Regions from separate parts of the Mus musculus genome. Here region 1 is linked to region 2. A link is a contact called in public HiChIP or PLAC-seq data. All regions are on one chromosome and are shown on one strand. The core of a region is the stretch at or near the end of the contact, and the rest is flanking DNA. Distances in the headings are between cores, read along the strand shown. Region 1 holds the start of Slc12a1 (solute carrier family 12, member 1). Region 2 holds the start of Shf (Src homology 2 domain containing F).

Region 1 (4,827 bases), core at 1,413-3,912, 2.8 Mb after region 2:
ATCAACTCCCAATACACTACCACTCCCAGCATCACACTGACAGGAAGTACTTGATTCATGGCTTTTATTTTTCATGTGTGCATCTTACTCTTGGGAGCTGGGGGTAGGAGAACGGTCATCATCTGTGTTTCCAGAGTGAGAAGTGATCACTATAAAGAGTTGGTTATTGTTGAGATATAATATGGAAACTTCAAGAAATGTTAATGCCTCTAAGAATAGATGGCCAGTATCATACCCAGATGAGCCCCTATTGCCACATACAAGAGCCTGTTAGGGAGAACAGGAAGAAAGATGGTGTCTGTACCTCCAGATAGTTTCCTTACCCACCTGCCTCAAAGGCTCGACTTAAGCTCACCATCCAAGGTTGAATGATGTCATCTCATCCATATCCCCTGACTATCTCCCAGCCACTCTAGAAGGTCTGAACCCCCCTAATGAACAACAGAGGCTATCATTTCCCCGTTAGAGATAAGAGCCTCAAATGAAAATGTCTGCTTGATGGAAGACTGAGACCAAAACTAATTCATACTCACTGAGGTCAGAGAGGCATGCAGCAAGAAAAAGAGACTGACTCCAGAGGTGCTCCCAGCCTCTGAGGGAAGAAAAAGGCTGAAGAATGAAGAAGGTATTCCTGAAGGCAGGTGAGCAATGGATGCTGCCAATCATCCTGGTACAGGCAAGAGAACGTGTCTTGGGTCCCAGCCTCATCTCAGCAGCCTATTGATCTATTAAGTATCCCAGCACCCCCTACCTGAATCTGACACCTGACCTCCTGTACAGAATGCTCTTCTTCTAAGTGAGAGTTGCAACCCCTTATTGAAGAAATAAATTTCTTCAATTAAAGTGGTCTTCATGAGAAGATAGGGGCTAACAAGATTACTCAGTAGGTAAAGGCTCTCGCTGCCAGGCCTGACATTCGAATTTAAACCCTGGGGCAGACATACCTGGAGAACAGACTCCTCTGAGGTCGGCCTTTGACCTCTCTGTATAGCATACGGTGTGTACACTCACACCCCAACACACAAATCGATAGCTGTAAAACCAGAAGAAGAGAGAAGATCAAGTTACAGCTGTCTCTTTATAATTCTGATTCCGGCAGAACCTTACAACGTTAGCTCGGCTTAGTACCAAGGCACTCAGCTGGCAGCAACTGGGTTTTCCTCCGGCATCTGCATGTCCCTTTGTTCAATCCTGTGTTTGGTCACCAATTTACCTTTCCCTTGATTTTAAAAGGTGTGATTCCTATCCATGTCTTTAATGGTTGGTCTCAGAATCATGAGTTAGAAACAAAGTTACAAATAGATAATAAATCCTGCTAAAATAGTCCAAGCAAGCACTGTGCTCAAACCGGCGCTATTTAGAAACAGACATAAATGAGCTCGTGTAAGCCTCACGGTAACTCAGCAGGCCACATGCTGTTAGTGTCTGCATATTGTGTGCCTACGAGGACATTGAAGCATACACGGTGAACGAGTCTCCTGAATTTCCCCAGGCAGGAAGTGGCAGGGCCAGAACTGAAATGGAGAATTTTTCACTCACAGCTCACACTTAATCACTACGTCACACCACAGCAGAGCCACCCGGGCAACTGGAAATCACTTGAATAGCTTCTTATTAGATCCAAAGAGGACTCATTCGATCATCCTGATTGAAAACCAATGACAGAGCCTGCAAGGAGGAATTGCGTGTGCCGTCTTAATCACCAGCTCACAGGTTGGAGCCGTACCGTCTTCTGAGCAAAACTCAGAAACTAGACGTGATAAAAATGGCTCCTCCGCGAGGAGACAGAAAAGCCATTTAGTAGTACCACTGGGAAGTGTGCCCGGTTTGACTCGAGCAGCTTAAAGCGGTTTTCACACTCAGCAGAAATCTTTTTAATACTTCACTAATTCTACCCTCAGTCTGCTCACTTCCTATGCAGAGAGGAGGCAAGGTAAGTAAGGTCAAATAATTTCAGGTAACATTTCCTAACCACAAAATATTGAGACCATCTCTTGGTATTTTGGTTCCTATGCTGAGCAATATGAGGTCACTGGGTCTCATCAAAAACAAGGTGATAAGCTAGGCCTGGTGGCAGAGGCTGCTTCCAGCTCCTTGGGAGGCTGAGGTCAGGAGGATGGTGAGACTCCAGGGGTACAGAGTGAGCTCAGGCCAGCACAGGCAATTAGCAAGGCAAGACAGTTAGAGATGGGCTGGGGAGCTCAGGGGTAGAGCGCTTACTTAGAATATGTGAGGCCCTGGGTTCGATTCTTACTGAGAGAGAGAGAGAGAGAGAGAGAGAGAGAGAGAGAGAGAGAGAGAGAGAGAAACAGAAATAGAGACAGAGACAGAATGGCAGACCATAGAACTAAATTTATCTAGTCCCAAACAACTGAAGCAATATTTTTTGAAGGATTTGTTGTTGTGCAATCTGTAAATTAAAGAAACTTTATTTTGTTTACTGCCTAAAAGGATTAATGATTTACTACTAGTTACTAGTTGATGTGGTACTTACAGTTGGTTCCTCAGGGCTAATGACTGGTGTGGGGCTTTTCCCACTATTCCAGGCCAATGACTGAAAAGTCATCGCTTTCAAGAAAGTTTTTAACCAATGAGCAGAAGCCTAAGGTTGTAGCTTAAACTCTAAGGCCCCATATATGCGTGTGCGACGCTAATGTGGGTTACTGTTGCTCAGAAGAAGGCTGCTGGATGGGGCGGTAAGTGTCTGGGCTGGGCAGAAGCCTCAACTTCATATCATGTGGAAACACAGAGCCTGAGGGCTGGACTGAAGACGCCAGGGACTGTGAGAACTTAAATGTTCTAAAAAGCTAAGAGATGTGGGCTGCATGGATAACTTCACCAGGAAAGATTATTTAAGAGTTTAAATTATGTGTATTTGTTTGTTTGTTTTATCCAAAGAAATGCGTTAAATAACTGTGCAAGAGCCAAGCTTTTGTTAATATTGTTCTCGTTTTCTAGTTTTCTTTGGAAAAAAAAATCAACTTGTAAGGTATTTACAAAGAAATATTACCCCAAAGACAGTATTTAAGGTTGGCGCTTACTGTAGAATTGTGAAAATTACCAGGTGGTTTATTGAACTCCTGAAACATTGCATTAAGAGGAGCCAGCAGAACATAAGCCTTTACTGAGAGCTGTGGCTGCTTTTTGTATCCCAAACACTCATTTTTTTAAGGTTTCCATAATAGCATTATGAAAAACCACAAATATGTGAGCAAATGAAATGTTTCAGAGGCTACTAAATTTTTTTTTTAATTCACAGAACATCATCTTAAGAGACTTAGTCTTTGTTTTTTGGTGTTTGTTTGTTTGTTTTAATTTCATATTCTAAAATATACCTTTTTACATGTTACACAGGTGAAAGTTTTTCTGGGTCAAATTTATCATTAATGATATGTAGATTTTTTTAAGAACTAGCAAAATATACTTTTCAAGGTTTTTGTGTATCAGACAATGGAGGATAATGTCATTAGTGTAAAATGCTTTGCAATGCTGGCATTTAGACCCTCCGTGAACTCTCTTACTGTCCTTGACTACTAACATGCTTTCTAAATGTCCTGGTGACTTCCAAGCAAACATGACCAACAGTCACATGCTAGTGACTTCCCTGGAATTTCTGTTTGCAGAACCCAGTCCCGTTTCCTTGCTCAGGTAGCAAGGGTTTGAAGACGAGAAATTTTTAGTGAAACAAACATAAAATTGGACATCTTATGAAGGAAAACTGTAGCTCCAGCCACAGCCCTTCTTAAATATGTTTGCAATTGCCTGGAACAAATATAACTTTCTTTCTTAATAGCAGCCTTGAGGACCATTCTGAAGTTTGCATGGGAGACCACATATCAACAATACATCAGGGATCTAGCTATCGGGTCATCTAAAACCGAAGCCAAGCGCTCCGTATTATAACCACACTATTGTCTATTTTAAAGCAGAAATACGTAGATTAAAACAACAACCACTATAAAATAGGTAGTTCCACAGTAGATTTTGGAAGATGTCGGTCAGCATCCCTTCCAACTCAGTGCCCAGTAGTGCCAGTCGCTTTCAGGTCCATGTTATAAACGAGGGCCATGGCAGTGCGGCAGCCGTGGGCGACAGTGCAGACCCCCCACATTATGAAGAGACCTCTTTCGGGGACGAAGCCCAAAACAGACTGAGAATCAGCTTTAGGCCTGGGAATCAGGAGTGCTATGACAATTTTCTCCAAACTGGAGAGACTGCCAAAACAGACACCACGTTTCACGCCTACGACTCTCACACAAACACATACTACCTACAAACCATGGACGCCGTCCCCAAGATTGAATACTACCGCAACACAGGCAGCGTGAGCGGGCCCAAGGTCAACCGGCCCAGCCTGCTGGAGATCCACGAGCAGCTGGCTAAGGTAAGCATCCTTCCGTGCTGTTCCCTCGGGGTGAAAACACTGCATCATAAGTGGTGGGCAAACAAAGAGAACTAGTCCACGCCATCTAGCCTCCTTATGCGGCTGTCTCTGGGTCCCAAGAAACAGAAACTGTACAGGTGCTTTGCAAATGTTTACTGACTTGGGAAAGAAGTGCAGAGTGAACTCGGGAAGTTAGGCAATGTATGCTATGGTGTTTGCAGTAAGGACACTCAAGTCCCACTGGGCTGACTGCGCCACACTGAATCCTACGCCGTTTCCAGTTTAGTGTTAAAGATTCCACAGCAATCCTTAAACAAACCATTGTGCTTTCATAGTTCCTATTGTGGGGGCCAGCCTGTAGTCCAGCCACATTGTGGCCTTAAGACACAGCTACTCTGGAGAGTAGAGCAGAGTTATGACTAGTTTTTCTATTTTAAAAAGAA
Region 2 (4,500 bases), core at 1,648-4,147:
ACACCTGCCCTGCCAGGCCTGGCCAGATGGTCAACTCTGAGTCTTTGCCAGTTATATCAGTGGGTTTCAGAGTGGGCTGGCAGCCAGTGAGCCCAGCACAGAAAGGCTCAAGAACCCCCAGGACCTCAGGGCCTTGTCCCGATAACCATTCCCTCTTGCCTCCTCCCTCATCCTATGGCTCCTTGGCATCTCTAGCTCAGCGGGTGGGGGGAGCACTTATACCAGTCCCATCCAACCTCAGGACACTGCCCCCTCGGGTGCTCTGGAACCTCTTTCTGCCAGCCAAGGAGCTCTGCAGAAAAGAGGGGAAGCAGGTACACAGTATAGAAACCACAGCTCTGCGGGAGTGGTGGTCCAGAGGCTGCACTGTACACTCAGTAGGCCCTGCGGGTGTCTGACCACCCGGGTTTGGGGTTAAGAGCTCAGTCAGGTACCTTGTCTGGCTTCGCTTTTCCTCGGGGAATACTCTGGGATCTCTCAAATTCTGTTCCTAGATGGTTGGGAGTTGATTGATTTCTGAATAACGAGGAGCCTAGGTCAGCCCATGGGACAGCTCAGATGCTACATCCTGGATCCTTTTATCACACACACCAAAGAAAGCACAGATTGTGTGGCTCCTGGGAGAGCCTGTCGGATTTCATTCCTGCCTCCATGGCTGGCTGGCAAGAGACTCAGACACTCTTGAGCATCCCCTCCCCCACAGGTCAGAGCGGACCCAACTGAAGCACAGACCAGACAGTCTTGGCAGGAGGGGTCTGAGGGTCTGTGCACAGGGCTACTGCTCCTTCCTTCGAAAAAAAGGAAAGGAAAGCCATGCCTTGGGAAGCCCTGACCCTTAAGCCACCCTGTTAATGGATACGCACCATTTCAGGACACTGGGTCAGACACTTTGGAGACAGAGAACTGACCAAAAAAAAAAAAAAAAAAAAGGATGTTTTCCTGGAGGAGCCCACAGTGTGGTGGGCAGCCTGTTAGGTCATTCTAAGCCACTACAGGAAGGAAAATAGCCAAGGACAGCTTAGACCATGGGCCAACAGCCAGTGGCCAGGGAGGAGGAGACTGGTCCACGGGGAGGACAGGGCCATACCACCGTCTCACCATAACACCAGGGCAATTAGGAAGGAGACTGCAGGCAGCCTGGGAGAAGTGCCCTTGGACCTCCCTCTTCAGCTTAAGCATGATGAGCCGGCATGGTCAGCCATGCTCTATGGCAAGAACCATGGGGGAAATGATTCACACATCTGGGGCTCTTGTTCTGACCCCAACACACCTCTTATCCAGCAAGCCTACCAGGACAGCAATCTTTTGGCGGAAAAAGCCCAATTCTGAAACCTGAGGATTCAGACATTAACTGCTCTCTAATCAGATAAAGATCTCTACTGAGGAGAGATGAGCAAGCCCTGGAGGAATGAGTTCTCAGACATGAGGAAGGCAACAGAGCTGGGGTAGCTCCTACCTCCCATTCAGGGAGACTAAGGATGGCTTTCAGCTGTTTATCATCCAGGACAGGATAAAACTGGAATTAAGAAGGAAGGTAGATGTCCTGAGAGACAAACTATTGGGAGTCTTCCTCCAGGGCCTGCAGATCCAGTCTCTCTCAGAATGGACTGAGAAAGAGGAAAGCCTAGAGAGAGGAGATAATGAATGAACCCCATCACTCGGCCTTAACTGGGCAACAGGTCCTGACCACCGAGTGTCCTCATACTTGGGGGAACACTGGAAGGAGTGCGCCTGTACCCCAGGGGTGAATTTCTTCAGGAAGAGCTGGACATTGCCCATCTTGGCATCCGGAGTACAACAGTCCCCCCCCCCCCCTAATCCCACTGGGAAAGGCAAAGGCCAGCGCTCGCTGTGTTCACGGAAGAATCTTAGTTTTCAGCCCCTTTCTGGGCTTCAGACCTGCAAAGATGCCTGGACTCCAGGACCGGGTGGGAGGTGGGAGGAAGGAGAAGGGGAAGAGGAGGGGGAGAGAAAAGCTTTGTGGAGGGAAGAGTCAAGAGATCAAAGGGCAGAGGAGCTGCTGCTCCGGAGAGGGCACAAAGGCCATAAACCGGCAAAGGGAAGGGAGGGGTGCTTCTCCATGCCCGTTAGAAAAAAGGTTCCAGGATCAGGGTTGGACGGGTTGCAAAGCTGAGGACAGAGCCATTGAGGGAGGTCGTCCCTAGTCCTCGGGCCCTAACAGGAAACAGGGCAGAGTTTGGGGACTCAGATTAGTCGGTGGAGAAGCTAACAAAGGGGTTAAAATTTGAGCCCCCGTGTCAGGGACTAAGCTTATGTCAACTAGAAATACTGACTGCGAAAGGCTGAGTCCCAGCCAAGCCACCTTTGTCCCTCCCTAAATCTCCAGACCTCAGACCACCACCCCTCCTGGACACCCACGCCCGGCGCAGCACTCACCCTGTCGCTGCTGGCAGGGGGTCCGGAGTCCGGAGGGGGTGCTGGGGGGCCGGGGGTCTCGACCCGAATGAGGCGGTGCGGGGGTGAGCCGTGGCGCGGGGGCGGAGTGGGGCCAGGGACCGCAGGGGTGGAAAGGGCGGCGGACGCGGACGGGCCCCCGGAGTAGGGGTCCTCGAAGTCGCGGTCTCGCTGCAGCCGGTAGGCGGCCAGGATGTCCGGGGGCGGCGCAGGGGGCGCGGCCGGGCAGGGAGCTGGGGGGCGGTAGTCGGGCTCTGGGGGGGCGGGTTTGGCGCCCCCTCCACCGCCGCCCCCGCGAAAGCCCAGGTGCTCCCGCAGCCACTTTGCGACTCCACCGCTGCCGCCCCCTCCCGGGCCGGTCCCCGCACCCCCAGCCCCGCGGCGGGATCCCCCAGGGCCGCCCCCCGCGCTGCCCTGCGCCCTCGGCCCCGGGCCGGAGCCCGTAGGAGGAGCTCCGCTCAGTAGCATGGGGCCCTCCCAACTGAGCGAGCAGACCGCGGGCGGCGGGGGCGGGGCGAGAGGGGGCGGAGCTGCGCCGGCGGGAGGGGCGGGGCTCGTCGTCAGTGACACGAGGGGAGGAGCCCGCTGCCTAACGGGGACCCGAGGACTCTGAGAGGAGTAGATGGGATGCGGGAAGCAACTGCGCCGAGGGTGAGTCCTCCACATGTCGTTACCCGTGCTCCTGTGGGGCGCTCTCTAGTCCCATCTGCTCTTTGCACCTCCCAGTTTGTGTCAGACGCGGGAAGATGAGTCCCCAGGCACATCCTGCTCATCCTGATTCCTTTCCCCCAAACCCAAAGACCCAAACATTTTCGAAGACGCTGCTCTTCAGATGCGCCTATTACTGCCCTCACCTTGGGAGTACCGCCTACCTCTTCCTATCCCTTAACTCACACCCAAACCTAGGTTGCCTTTCTATCCAGGCAAACTTCTCACGTGGCATGCAATCAGTTCTCCAGAGACACCCATTGCTCCGATGTTTCCACACCCAACCGCCAGCTTCAAATGCTTACAACCCTCGCACAAACAATCCCCATCCACGCTTACACCGGCCCCCAGCAGGCCCACGCAGCCCTCACAGCTGCCCTGCTTTCTTGTGGAAATCCCTCAAGCTCCACCCTGGGTTTGTCAATCTGTCTGTGACAGAATAGAAACAGACAGATCAATAAATCAAGCGAGAAACAGGTCTAATGTTGTCAATCACCAGCCCCTTACCTTCTCAGGGCTCCGATGATGATGCCTAAGAGCCTGGAATTTTGTCTTAGAAAGGAAGCAGGTTCACCAGAAGTATTGTAGCCCTGAAGGCCAGCATCTCTCCCTCTCCCTCCTCCCCCTTCCTCCCCCTCCCTCCTCCCCTCCCTCTCCCCTCCTTCTCCCCTCACTTCATGGGGTATAATAGAGAAACTAAGAGGTTTACATTCCAGAATATACAGTTTAAAATACTAACTACTGATGCAACGGTGAGCATAGAGATGACAGGTTCCTGAGGATATTGTAGCTAACCCACAGGAGAAGGTCTCCTCACTCACCCAATGGGAGGGGATGGGAAAGGCAATGGACTGCCAACTCCTGGGCCAAGACCACGCCCTTGTCCTATCTTAGAAAGGGTGATAGGGGTTGTTGTCATGCAAATTAAGGGTGATGAGCGATCTGAGCACAGCCCTTGCTCTGTAGTCACCTTGCAGTCAGGCCTCCGCTCAGACTCATGGCAATCCTGTTGCTCAAGCTTTCCCAAGGCAAGTTCTGAGGTTGCAGGTGTGCGCCACCACACTACTGGTATTTGCTTAAAAAATATAAAGTGATTCTGGTGGTGGTGATGGTGGTGGTGGTGGTGGTTTGAATGAGAATGGTCCCCATACGTTTGTTAAGGATTGAGAGGTGTAGCCTGGTTGGAGGAAGTGTGGCTTTGTTGGAGTCACCGAGGGTGGTCTTTGAGGTTTCAAAAGCCCATTACAGGCCTAGTCTCCACCCACCTCCTCTCTACTTGATGCTTGTGGATCGTGATGTAAAGCTCTGAGCTACTTATTTTTCCAGCAACATGCCTGCCTGCCCGCCCGCCTGCCACCCTGCTCTCTGCCATGAAGG

The links. HiChIP or PLAC-seq counts read pairs in DNA pulled down with a chosen protein or histone mark.
Region 1: an H3K4me3 HiChIP or PLAC-seq map of embryonic forebrain shows a contact between it and region 2, with 8 times the contacts expected there. The contact joins the promoter of Slc12a1 here to the promoter of Shf in region 2. A contact is called at or near these places in 2 of 115 datasets of contacts at active chromatin or transcription factors (embryonic forebrain and embryonic stem cells).

Annotation. Positions count from the first base shown.
Region 1 is chr2:125,149,938-125,154,764 of GRCm38.p6, forward strand. It overlaps Slc12a1 (solute carrier family 12, member 1), which reads left to right and starts at 2,663. Exons shown (of 27, transcript NM_001079690.2): 1 at 2,663-2,696; 2 at 3,794-4,384. The coding sequence starts at 3,992.
Region 2 is chr2:122,366,250-122,370,749 of GRCm38.p6, forward strand. It overlaps Shf (Src homology 2 domain containing F), which reads right to left and starts at 2,898. Exons shown (of 7, transcript NM_001374011.1): 1 at 2,398-2,898. The coding sequence starts at 2,883.